Linked DNA regions of Mus musculus: regions 1 and 2 are each linked to region 3. The links are chromatin contacts, called in public HiChIP or PLAC-seq and promoter capture Hi-C maps. All regions are on one chromosome and are shown on one strand. The core of a region is the stretch at or near the end of the contact, and the rest is flanking DNA. Distances in the headings are between cores, read along the strand shown. Region 1 overlaps Pde3b (phosphodiesterase 3B, cGMP-inhibited). Region 2 overlaps Pde3b (phosphodiesterase 3B, cGMP-inhibited). Region 3 has its middle 16 kb from the start of Psma1.

Region 1 (3,976 bases), core at 1,131-3,630, 230 kb after region 3:
TTATAAAGTTCCTATATCTCTTACTTGGACTTATGGTCATAAAATACGCTAGTAAAATAGACCTACCAGAGTATAGATTATATGGAATACCGAGTTGCATAGTAGTCTATTTTCATTTTACTTGTAACATTGGGGAGATAATATTGAGTAGCTCCTACTGACTGAGAGTAATGAATTTGTGCTGGTGAGAGAGCTCAGCAGTTAAGAGCTCTTGTGGTTCTTTCAGAGAACTCAGATTCATTTTTAGCACTCCTGTTGGGTGGCTCACAATCCAGCTACAAGAGACTTTTGGCTTCTTTTGGCCTTGGCAGATACTGCACTCATGAATGCATATTCATTCTCTCTCTCTCTCTCTCTCTCACTCTCTCTCTCTCTCCTTTCTTTTTTGTAATGTCAGGAAAAGAACTGAGGACCTTGTGGATGCTACTCAAACATTCTACTGAGCTACAATCCTGAGTTCTTAGTAGCATCTATTAAAGAGTTCTTCATACATTTTAAATATAGTGGACTCCTAAATGCTATGACATCAGTGGTTTACCTTATAAAAATGCTGTGCACATAAGTTAACATGTGAGAAAGTCCCCAGTGTCATACATAGTGCATAGCCGTCTCGCAGTGCTCTCTTGGCATCCTGGATGAAAGTCAGAAGCATCAAATTGTACTTTCAGTTTTATTTCATTTATTTGTGTTTCTCTCTATAATAGAACCATGTCTTTATCACTTGAGCTGTGTAATATGCTTTGAAATTAGGAAGTATGAGTTCTCAGTGTTGCAATGTTCTATTTTTTTTCCTTTGAGGTGATTTTGGCCATTCAGTCTCTTGTATTTATACATTAATTATATATTCAGTTTACATTTTTATGCTCAAAAAGCGAGCTTGGATTTTGATTATATACAGTGTTGAATCTGCAGAAAAATTTGTAAATCATTGCCTTTTTAATGTTAGGTTTCTGTCAAATTTATATGTACTGCTGTTATCAAGAGCCTTCTGTCTAAGCTTTAAGTAGTTACTGAGTTTTTGTTTTGTTTCACTTTCTACATTTTTGTTGTTGCTTTTGTTTATTTTAACACAATATCTCATGTACTCCAGATGGTCCTTGAACTTAAAATGCTGACATGTATAGGTCTGCATCCCAGTCTCAACTACGTTTTTTAGTTTAATAGGGATATATTTTGCTATTTTTATTTTTAAAATTTAGTTTATAATTTAAGGGGGAATCCATGGTAGCTATAACACAGGAAAATGTTCAAGGTATTGACCTGATATTAATAATTAAAGTCTTGCTAGTAGCAGTTTGCCTACATAATTACATAATTACTGTTGTAAGGAGTGTTAAGCGTACAGTTTTTGAAAACTCAATATATATTGAAAACATAAACAGTATGGAAATAATGAACATTTTAAAATTAAATTATCATTCATGCATTAAAGTCATGTTAAAATTCTTGTGATATATTGACTCAAATTATGATTAAGAAATCATTTGGCCTTTGACAAGGCCTATTTCTAACTGATGAACACAACTGAGGACATCTTTTATCTCTTATCTTGTATTTTATGTGCTGCTTACTATAATACCTTTTACATTCTGGAATTTCTTCCAATCCCTTTAGCAGCAATGATAGCTTGACCATTTAGTCTTAGCTAATATAAAGACACAGAAGCAGGTAATGAGGTGTTAGGGACCAGAGTCACAGACAGGGGAAAACACACTGTTTCTATCAGGAGGAAACAGAGAAGTAGTATGAAGTAGTTCTGTTTCAGGCCTTTGTGTGTTCGTGCTTTTTGTTCTGTTCCATTGTAAAGAGCCTCATAGGAGGAAGAAGAAGAGAAAGAGAAATTGTAGTCAATGCAAGAAATGAAACATTTCTTCGGATGAGTTTTGAAAAGTAGCATCTCTATGAAAGAGCTTTGTTTGGTGATACCTCAAATTCCCTCATGTTCATATTGTTTTTAAATCAGATTTTAATCCCCTAGTTTTATTCATTTAGATCCTTTTCTATATCTACTATACATACTTAAATTTTTTCATTCAGTATATTTTGATCATATTCTTTCCCCTCCCCTACTTTCTCCCAGACCCTCCTCACCTTAATACCTACCCAACTACTTGTTCCTTCTGTCTGTCTGGCTCTCAAAAAACAAGAAAAAATAACAACAAAAATAAAATCACATCAAACTTTGAAAAAAGAAAATTAGAGAAAAGGTAACAAGATACCACACACAAACACATCCCCCAAAATACAGAGTCTGTGTTTTAGTTAACTACCCTTGGGTATAGGGCCTGTCCTGGAGTGTGACTTATGGTATACCTAATTTTATACTCCACTGGAGAAAGCTGACTTTCCCTTTCCCAGGAAGTTTCAGTTACAGTAGCTTCCTGGTTACGGGCAGGGCTTTGTCTACTTCCTCTTCTTGGTGCTAGAATTTTGTATGACTACTATGTTTAGCCCTTAAGAACAAATGTTTAGAAAATTATAAACTTAGGGTTTTCAGGTATTTATTAGTCCTAGCAAGAAAGCATCAATCTGGTGTCAGAATTCTCTAATGTCCTGCAAGATAAACAATGGGAAAGTATTTAAATCCTTTGAGTCTATTTAATTTCAATAAATTAATACTGATACTACTTATGAGAAATTCTATCCTTAGCATAATTGACAGGAAGTTAAATGCTAATGTTTGTTTACTATTTATTGCCACACAGATTCAGATGGTAGACTTGGTTCTGGACAGATTGCTTACATTTCTTCGAAGAGTTGCTGTATTCCAGATATGAGTTATGGCTGCCTATCTTCAAACATCCCTGCATTAGAATTGATGGCTTTGTATGTGGCAGCTGCCATGCACGATTACGATCACCCAGGAAGAACAAATGCGTTTCTAGTGGCTACAAATGCACCTCAGGTAGGAAAGAATTTTTCAGAAGCTTAAGAATAGTTCCAAAAAATTTTTATAACCGATTGCATATCACTCTATAATCTGTCTTTCTTGTGAGTCATGTTTTCAGTAAACTCTTCATTATAATTAATTGGTGAAAGCACATGATGATGAATGCTAAGAGGATTTTGAAAAATTAGTTTCTTCAGCTATAAAAAAGAATAGTTTATAACTCCATGTTTCATGAATTCTATATCTTGATTGAAATATTTTTGTCTTCTAACAAATTGATAAAGCTCTGGTTAGATCATTGTTCTTTCTGATTGGGTCCATAGTGTGGCTAAAAGTTGTAATAACTAAGGAGAGCCTTAATGGTTTGTTCTTTCCATTTTTCTCCTATGATTTATCTTAATATCTTTACCTTCTGTTCCTTAGCTATGAACATATTAGTGCACTAACAATTTCTTTCTTGGGGGTGATGAGATGCCTTACCAGGTGAAAGTACCTCCCTCCAAGCATGACAACCTGAGTTTAATCTCTGGGGCTGGCTTGATAGAAAGAGAAAACCAGTTACGTCAAGCTGTCCTCAGACCTCCACACATGTGCCATGGCATGCAGATGTATCCTCATCTCACATAAACAAATAAGTAAATACAAATGTAGTAAGAAGATAGACAACAATTTATTTTGGTATAGTATTTTATATGGAGGGAATATAGCTGATCAAGTACCAAACTCTTTTAGGGTCAGATCACAGTCTAAATAAAGTAGTATGAATTCCCAACATGAATACTGTAACTGCCATAACTTTAAACATGAGAACTTGGAACTAAACATGGTTTTTAGAAGAATTTAATGTGGTTTGAGGTATTTGTGTTGTAGATTGCTGCAATGTTGTATATATGTTTCTAACCAACATATAACCAGTAATCAACATCATAAAGAGTAACCAATGTTATTATTTGTGATGAATTCATCTGTCTTCACTTTTAGTATTCTGTCTTAAATTTAGTTCCATTTATCATTTGTAGCCATTTTCTGTTCCTCTTTTTATCTGTCTTGTTCAATCATGTCAACTGTTAAAAATACAGAAGATAA
Region 2 (4,129 bases), core at 631-3,130, 160 kb after region 3:
GCTCATGCTGAGAGATGCAGTTGTAGCTAACAAAAGGTTTTTGTTTTATAGTTGTGGACTACTGCTGGTCATGCTGTTTCTGAGATAATTTATTGGTATTTCCTTTCCTATTGCATATACATATGCCCAGAAGCTGGAAAGAACCCAGATGTCCCTCAACAGAGGAATGGATTTAGCAAATGTGGTACATTTACACAATGGAGTACTACTCAGCTATTAAAAACAAAGAATTCATGAAATTCTTAGACAAATGGATGGATCTGGAGGATATCATTCTAAGTGAGGTAACCCAATCACAAAATAACACACATGATAGGCACTCACTGATAAGTGGATATTAGCCCAGAAGCTTAGAATACCCAAGATACAATTTGCAAAACACATGAAACTCAAGAAGAAGGAAGACCAAAGTGTGGATACTTCAATCCTTCTTAAAAGGGGAACAAAATACCCATGGAAGTTGTTACAGAGACAAAGTTCGGAGCAGAGACTGAAGGAATTACCATCCAGAAACTGCCCCACCTGGGGATCCATCCCATAAACAACCACCAAACCCAGACACTATTGCATATGCCAACAAGAGATTGCTCACAGGAACCTGATATAGCTGTCTCCTGAGAGGCTCTGCCAGTGCCTGACTAATACAGAAGTAGGTGCTCACAGTCATCCATTAGACAGAGCACAGGGTCCCCAATGAAGGAGCTAGAGAAAGTACCCAAGGAGCTGAAGGGGTTTGCAGCCCCCTAGGAAGCACAACAATATGAACTAACCAGTAACCCCAGAACGCTCTGGGACTAAACCACCAATCAAAGAAAACACACGGAGGGACTCGTGGCTCTAGCTGTATATGTAGCAGAGGATGGCCTAGTTGGTCATCAATGGGAGGAGAGACCCTTGGTCCTGTGAAGGCTCTCTGCCCCAGTATAGGGGAATGCCTGGGCCAGGAAGCAGGAGTGGGTGGGTTGGGGAATAGGGGGAGGGAGGAGAGGATGGGGATTTTTGGAGGGGATACTAGGACAGGGGATAACAGTTGAAATGTAAATAAAGAAAATATCTAATAAAAAAATGAAATGAACAAACAAACATGTGGATAGATGAAGTTGCCAAGGAAGAGTATATCCAGAACACAAACGGGGACTCAGATTTAAGTATTGGGCCACAATTCCATTGTAAACCAGAGGAAGAGGACTTGAGAAGTAGGAGAGACACCCAGGAGAGGAGATCACTTAAACCTCGATGGGGGTGGGGTGAGTGGGGGAGGTTTTGAGGATACAAACTAGGTTGGATAATTTTGAAAAGCTGATGCAGAGGTGATTTGTAAATTGTTATAGGATTTTGCAAAGTGAGGATTGTTTTTGTCCTTTAAAAGTTGTTTCAGCCAAATTGTTGCCGTCAACATCAGATCAGAGCAGGCAGAACAGTCCCTGGGACGAGGGGGAAGAGAAGAGGGGGAAGAGAACAGTCCCTGGGACGAGGGGAAGAGAAGAGGGGGAAGAGAAGACCCTTTTGAGAAACCTTTAGCTGCTCTGGGGAAGGACAGAGAACTGAACAGTTACTTATGAGGAGGAAGTACATTCTCTAGAGTGAAGAGGCTTTTTTGTTTTGTTTTGTTTTTTGTTTTTGTATTCTCTAGAGTACTTCTGAACTTAGGATGCATCTATCCTTGCTATCTTCTCTCTTAAAGTGAAGTCTGTCAATTATCTGTTACCTGGAAGATTGATTCCTAATACCTTTTTGCAGGAAGAGGAAGGCTAGTTTATTTTTCACATTTTCTGTGTACTATAGTTCTCTCTTTCATTTTGTTAGAGTCCTTAGCAAGTGGTTCCTGTTTCTTTGAATGATAAGGACTGAAGCTTCTGCTTTTCTATGTTGTAATAGCTGTCAGGGAAAATTTGAGTGACAGTGCTAGTGATAACTGTAATTAGACAATATATAATGACGTTTACTGTGCAGATGGGGCTATTTGAGAAGACATGTTTAAATTTTTTTCTTCTGATTTGTACATGTGACACACCTGTACCTACCCATCCGTACACAGCTCCCTGTAAGCATACGGTGCCACAGTGTACATGTGGAAGTCAGAAGACAGCCTCCACAGTTTTCTCCTTAGACTTTGCTTCTAAAGCAAGCTCTGTGATATTGTTTCTGTCTTGCTGTGTATCCACACTAGATGGCCCATGAGCTTCCAGGTGGCTTCTGACATTTTTACCAACTGACCCTTCTTGTTGGTCCCTGCTTTTAAAATTTTAATATTGAAAGCCACATGAAAGCCACATGAAAGGAGTGGTTATTAACCTCAACAGAGAAACTATGGGCCGAGAAACGGTCTGTATTGTTGTAGAGCTTTTCTTCTCAGCCACCTTGTTTATTGGGCTCTGCATTTACAAAGCAATGTCTCATCTTCTTCAGTATATATCTTTGATAAATCATTTTAGCAGATAATTCTTTGCTTTTATGTCTATTATAAAAGTGTATATTTAGTATTCAATCATTTGTAACTTTATTATCTTTGAGAATCAAATTCTAAAACTAGATGGGATATTTAATTAAATAGTAATGAAAATAAATTTACTAATAGGCAGACATTTTGCTAAGCTGTTTCATTCCTTCTTTATGTTGTTGTTTACTTTGATAGCTGTGAATTTGAGTTTTTAATGTATTTGTACTCTTAACAATGAGTGCATTTGTTTCTTGTTTTGCTGTTCTTTTATATGGTTTACCATTTCTAGGATGACAGAGTAGGCCATCAGATTACCATTCTTAAACAACACTCTTGGTTTTATGACATTTCATTTTGACAATGCTAAAGAACATGCTCACAGGCTTCATTAATGAGTGTTAATGCTGTATCTATGGGTGCTCTACCTACTACAGAAAATTGTAATTTGTATATTAGTAAGCATTAGAATATGTAATTAAAGTTCTTGTTAGTAAAATGCTTAAGTTGCAAATAGAGTTCATGGGTTTAAGTCTTTGTTATTTTACTATCAGAATTAAAATTTTAAGTTATAGCCAGGCGTGGTGGCGCACGCCTTTAATCCCAGCACTCGGGAGGCAGAGGCAGGCAGATTTCTGAGTTCGAGGCCAGCCTGGTCTACAAAGTGAGTTCCAGGACAGCCAGGGCTACACAGAGAAACCCTGTCTCGAAAAACAACAAACAAACAAACAAACAAACAAAAAACAAACAAACAATTTTAAGTTATAAACTTAAACTCCTTCATTTCAGATAATTGACCAAAGTATCTGTGGTTGATTGTGTTATGAAGTTATTTTATAATAATGATAGGATAAACATATTTTATACTTTTTCTGAAAATTATTTACTCATAACTTAATGAAAGTATTTCTACTGTGACACTTTTGAAAGGTCTGTTTTTTTTTGATGACAGTATAATGAATGTCCGAGGCAATGCAGATGACCCAGGGAGATTGTGCTGCAAGTTCTTGCTGGACCCCTGGCAAAGGAGTGATCTGTTAAAGGCCAGTGTCACCTTGGGCTCTGTGAGGCTAGGGTGTTCACTGCCTGCTGTTCACAGCTCCCCTTGTCACCTGAGTAATTTGCCAGTACACTAATCTCTTTGGAGATAAAATTCCCTAGTGTGTTACTAACTGTTGAAGTGTGTTTTTTTTTTTAAAGAATTTACAGTACTGTGACTGAGATATTAATATTTAAAATACTTCATTCCTTAATTCTCCCTCATTTGCTTACCCACAGCCTATTCAATTTCTTTGTTTGGCAGAACTCTGCAAAATGTGTTACCCACTCCTGAGATTGTTCAGCCCCTGATGTGATTTGTTTCTGGTGGTAACTTGTCTTGTGTTGTGTGTAGGAGACAGGTATTTTTATGACCGATTGTTATGTAGTGCATGCTCTGTGGAATTCAGAGGAAAATCCAGGCTCAGTGATTAACAGTGCCAAAAAAACCAAACCAAACCAAACGAACCAACCTAACCGAACCTAACCCAACCCAACCCAACCCAACCCCCAAAAAACCCAAAACAAGTAACTGGCCATTGTTCAAATGACAGGGGTGCTGGTGCTGTTTCTCTTTGGCCTTTCAGACTTCTGTTGCCCCCAAATTTCATTTTATTGGGAATCCATTTTCTACCTGGTCTTTCTTGATACTTT
Region 3 (3,811 bases), core at 1,078-3,577:
TATATAATATTGACCCCTGTCCACCGTGACAAGCTTCCTCTTACAGTAGCTCAGCCAACTATTGGCATGAGAGGAGCAGCATTTTGGAAGGGAGTGTGTGTGGGCAGCTTGCAGGTGAGGACAGGGCTGCCAAAGCAGGCCATGCGGTTTGTCCTGTGCCTACACACCCAGGACCTGACTTGGGCCTTTCCAGAGCATGTGTATACACAGGGCTGTTCTGCTGTTTGGGGTGTGGTTAATTTCAAAAAAACATAAAAAAAAAAGTCATTGGCAAGATTTCATGCAGCAAACAAGAATGCGCAGAGGCAGATATAAAATGACCATACTTGGATTTAAGTGGGGATTTCTCTGAAGCAGCTGAGCCAGGAAAACAAACCTGCTCCGTGTTTTTAAAGTACTCTCAGAAATCTTGCTGGTGGCAGCCATTGTTTTCATATGCATTTCACCGGGAGGTAATGTAATACCCAGCAGCAAGCTAAGCTTGAAGGTAAAGACTCCCTGTGGCTTTGCTCTTCTCCGTCGCCTAGCAAGGTTAGAAACTCATCTGCAAGGTTGCTTCTCCATTGGCTGGAAAATGCATTCTCAGATAAAAGCTGTGACCCATGTCACATTCTTCCTTATGCGTCTGTTTTCACTTATTTAAATGATGTGATGATGATGTTACCAAGAGATTATACTTTGCGCAGTTAATTAGATACCTGAGATAGTCCCAGCCCAATACAAAGTCCCAGTTTGGGACTGGAGATGTGGCTCAGTTGATATTGTCTACTTAGAATACACAAAGCCTTGGGTTTGATCTCCAGTATCACAAAAAGTGGCGTGATGGTACACACTGTCATCCCTGCACTTGAGAGGCAGAAGCAAGAGGATCCAGAGTTTAAAATCATTCTCAGCTACACAACCATTTCACGCCTTGGGATACATGAGACCCTCTCTCAAACAGTAAATAAACAATAAAAGAAAGACAAGAAACAACTTTCTGGTTTCTAGATCAGAGTCCATGAGCAAAGGGGAGCATTGCAAAGTGTTTGGTTTTATAGATCTCGAAGAGGAGAGTTCTCAGAAGAAAGGAAAGAGAAATAAAAAAGAAACATAAATTAGAGCTGTAAAGAACGGAGCTTAAAGACACTACTTAGGGAAGGAAGAATTTAAAAAGATCGTTGAGGTGAAAAGGAAGTATCTAAAAAAAATAAAAATAGCTCTCCCTTTGCTGATTTGCCGCATTCGGCCTGGAGTGATGGGCGGCTGCTCTAAGCGGAACCTCTCAGCAGTCAACATAAAAGGCCACTCTGACACAGGCTTCTTTTTGTGGCTTCACAACTTGGTCTCTTCCTTTGACCCTCTCCGCCCCTCAGCTCTTGTCTTCAGCCTCCCTACATGCTCCTCTGTATAAATGCACCGAGTTGCCTTCTGCACCGTGACCCTGTCTCCTTGTGGTGGACAAAGATCATGAACACGGGGCCTGTGCATCCAGCCATGTTGTCTCTGGCTAGCCTGGGTAACACTCCTCCCAGTTGGAACCAGTCCTCAGGGCTCTTTCCTCTGAAAGACACAGTGCACTACAGGCGCTTGGGAAAGAGTCTGTCCCCAGGAGAGGTGCACTATCACTGCCTCGATGTCATGGTTCAGAGGTTCAGTGCACCCTTCTAGAAAATAAGCCCAGACCACCCACATGCCAAGAGCAGAAAGCACACCAGTTCTGCGTGTCAATGTCTGTTTTTCAGTTCCATAATTGCTTTCTCACTAAAAATTGATGCTATTTGGCTTGCAATGGGACAATAAAATACTAGCACCATAGAGGAAATGTGAGAAAAAAATGTTACAAAAGCAAAAAGGGAACCAAGTGTGGCTAGACGTCAGCCTTTCCTCTTAGCACGTCTGAAGATAAGCCCAGCTAAAGAGGAAGACTGGTAAAAAGGAGAAAAAAAGATTAAGTTGTCTAGTGTTGGTTATTCTTTTTAAAGAATTTTTTTTAAAAGTACACTTTAGCTTTGTGAAAAGAAATTTACTTTCCTTTCGTGGGAGAAAGCCAAACTCAGGAGACCATTCCCAGGGTCTAGTGTCTAAGTTGGCATAAAACATACAAGTTGATACATAACAAGTTTCCTCCCTTAAATAAAATGCTCTATTTTCTCTACTTTCTCCATCGCCATGAAGGCTTTTTTTTTTTTTAAGAGCATCATTGCATAAAATCCTTTGACCAAATTTCACAATGCTCGTCTTATGCTAATAAGTCTTTATTTAGTTTCAGTCTTTCCAAACAAGCCTGCAAGTTTCTGACGCAGCACACAGCACGTACTCCTCTGGTCTTCACTGTCCTCTGTCCCTTGACCCGCTATGGAAATCTAGTTCAATCTTTTCACTTACAAAGGTGAAAACAGACCCTGTGTCCAGGGAGCTTTTTTTTTTTTTTTTGGTTTTCGTGCGGGGTGGGGGAGGGTCAGTGTTCACAGAACTGTGCGAGCCTCTCTGACCCAGGAAGGAGACTGGCCACCAGCCAGCCTAGCTGCCTCAGGAGCACTTCAGTTTCCTTGTGGCTCTCACTGACACAGTCCCTGCCCAGCCGGCCTGTGACTATTTAGCAGGGGTTTGTGAGCTCTGATACCGCTTCCTAACTGTCCACACTCGCCTTTCCCACATCGTGGTGCCTCTTGGAAAGCGGGAACTCCGAGTCCTGCTAAGGTGAAAAGAGTTGGAGTCCTGACCGTGGAGCCCCTTAGGATTTTCTCCTTTCCTTGAGAAGAGGGCTGTTCATTTAAAAGGATGCCAACATGTTCTATGGGGAGTACGCAGAGAATTTAGCATGATTTTTGGCATCAGGGTGGCTGGTTTCCGTTCGTCAGGAGAATATGCTATCTTCATTGTGTAAATATCTCATAAGTGCTGTCGTTTGTTGTGCGTGTATTTCTAAGAACTGAACCCACCACTCAGCCACACTCCCATGGCCCACAAAAGCGTTTTAACTTATTTTTTAGGCAGGACTTTGCCAAATTGCCCAGGCTATCCTTGAATTCTGATCATCCTGGGATTCCAGGCTTGTGCCACTTCACTTCATATATAATGGAGGGTGTGTGTGTGTGTGTGTGGGGCATAGCTTACCTTTATCAATATTTTTACCATGTGAAAATAGATTCCAGAAATAATTAAATGCATTAAATTGCTTTAGGACTTGCAGCTAAAGTTTTTGAAATTATAAATTATCTCTCATTTTAAAAGAGACTCAGCCTGTCCTCATTTTTAAATCTTCTATAATATTACCCCCACCTACCAACCCCAGAGAGAGGGACTTGCTCTGTTTGTAGACCAGCCTGACCTTGAACTCATAATTCTCTTTTCTTGGCCTCCCAAGTGCTGGGCCTACGTAAGTGTGCCACTATGCCCTGTGACATTTCCTTTCAAAAGGCAAAGGACAGGGAGTATACAGTTGTAGAAGTGCCTTTAAAGGACAAGGGTAGATCCCTTGTTGTGTTTTTCTCATTTTTGTTCCTTTTGATGACTTGGGTGATAATCACTCAGTTGCAAGCTTTCTTTTGTTGCTAACATTACCTTAACCGTCTCCTCTCCTCTCTCATTTGGGGTTGTCCAGAACCCAGCCATCTAGCCCACTTTATCTTCCAAAAGCTGGCAATCAGCCTTACCTGAAAACAAAACAAGACAAACTTGCCAGTTTGTTGGTAGCTTGTTGAAGGTAATTGACTACTTTTCAAGAGCTGGTTTCCTTCCCGTATTGTGTCACCTTTACCCCCGCTGTACTCCTCAGAGCTCTGGCTGAGTCTTCCCTCAAGTCCCAGAGGATGGCTTCCTCTGGGGA

What was found. HiChIP or PLAC-seq counts read pairs in DNA pulled down with a chosen protein or histone mark. Capture Hi-C pulls out chosen DNA fragments and counts their contacts.
Region 1: a contact with region 3 is called in a promoter capture Hi-C map of adipose tissue. The contact joins two enhancer-like sites. A contact is called at or near these places in 2 of 15 datasets of contacts at CTCF or cohesin (large pre-B cells and pro-B cells), 1 of 484 Hi-C or Micro-C datasets (nephron progenitors), 2 of 115 datasets of contacts at active chromatin or transcription factors (the 230-238 cell line and microglia) and 4 of 9 other capture datasets (adipose tissue, embryonic stem cells, liver and 1 more).
Region 2: a contact with region 3 is called in an H3K27ac HiChIP or PLAC-seq map of microglia, with 6 times the contacts expected there. The contact joins two enhancer-like sites. A contact is called at or near these places in 2 of 15 datasets of contacts at CTCF or cohesin (large pre-B cells and pro-B cells), 3 of 484 Hi-C or Micro-C datasets (3T3-L1-derived adipocytes, bone marrow-derived macrophages and neutrophils) and 6 of 115 datasets of contacts at active chromatin or transcription factors (the 230-238 cell line, CD8 T cells, the HPC-7 cell line and 2 more).

What each region holds. Positions count from the first base shown.
Region 1 is chr7:114,524,076-114,528,051 of GRCm38.p6, forward strand. It overlaps Pde3b (phosphodiesterase 3B, cGMP-inhibited), which reads left to right. Exons shown (of 16, transcript NM_011055.2): 12 at 2,706-2,905. Among named protein-coding and RNA genes, the nearest start is that of Cyp2r1, 37 kb to the right of the region's middle. Within about 2 kb of position 2,381, at least 14 of the 459 cell types and tissues checked have an H3K27ac peak or open chromatin away from gene starts, as enhancers often do. A contact at or near this core is called in adipose tissue and pro-B cells, where this site is marked.
Region 2 is chr7:114,451,546-114,455,674 of GRCm38.p6, forward strand. The region is part of intron 1 of Pde3b (phosphodiesterase 3B, cGMP-inhibited); the gene reads left to right. Among named protein-coding and RNA genes, the nearest start is that of Pde3b, 38 kb to the left of the region's middle. Within about 2 kb of position 1,881, at least 99 of the 459 cell types and tissues checked have an H3K27ac peak or open chromatin away from gene starts, as enhancers often do. A contact at or near this core is called in the 230-238 cell line, CD8 T cells, the HPC-7 cell line and 4 more, where this site is marked.
Region 3 is chr7:114,290,309-114,294,119 of GRCm38.p6, forward strand. No RefSeq gene overlaps it. Among named protein-coding and RNA genes, the nearest start is that of Psma1, 16 kb to the left of the region's middle. Within about 2 kb of position 2,328, at least 202 of the 459 cell types and tissues checked have an H3K27ac peak or open chromatin away from gene starts, as enhancers often do. A contact at or near this core is called in the 230-238 cell line, CD8 T cells, the HPC-7 cell line and 5 more, where this site is marked.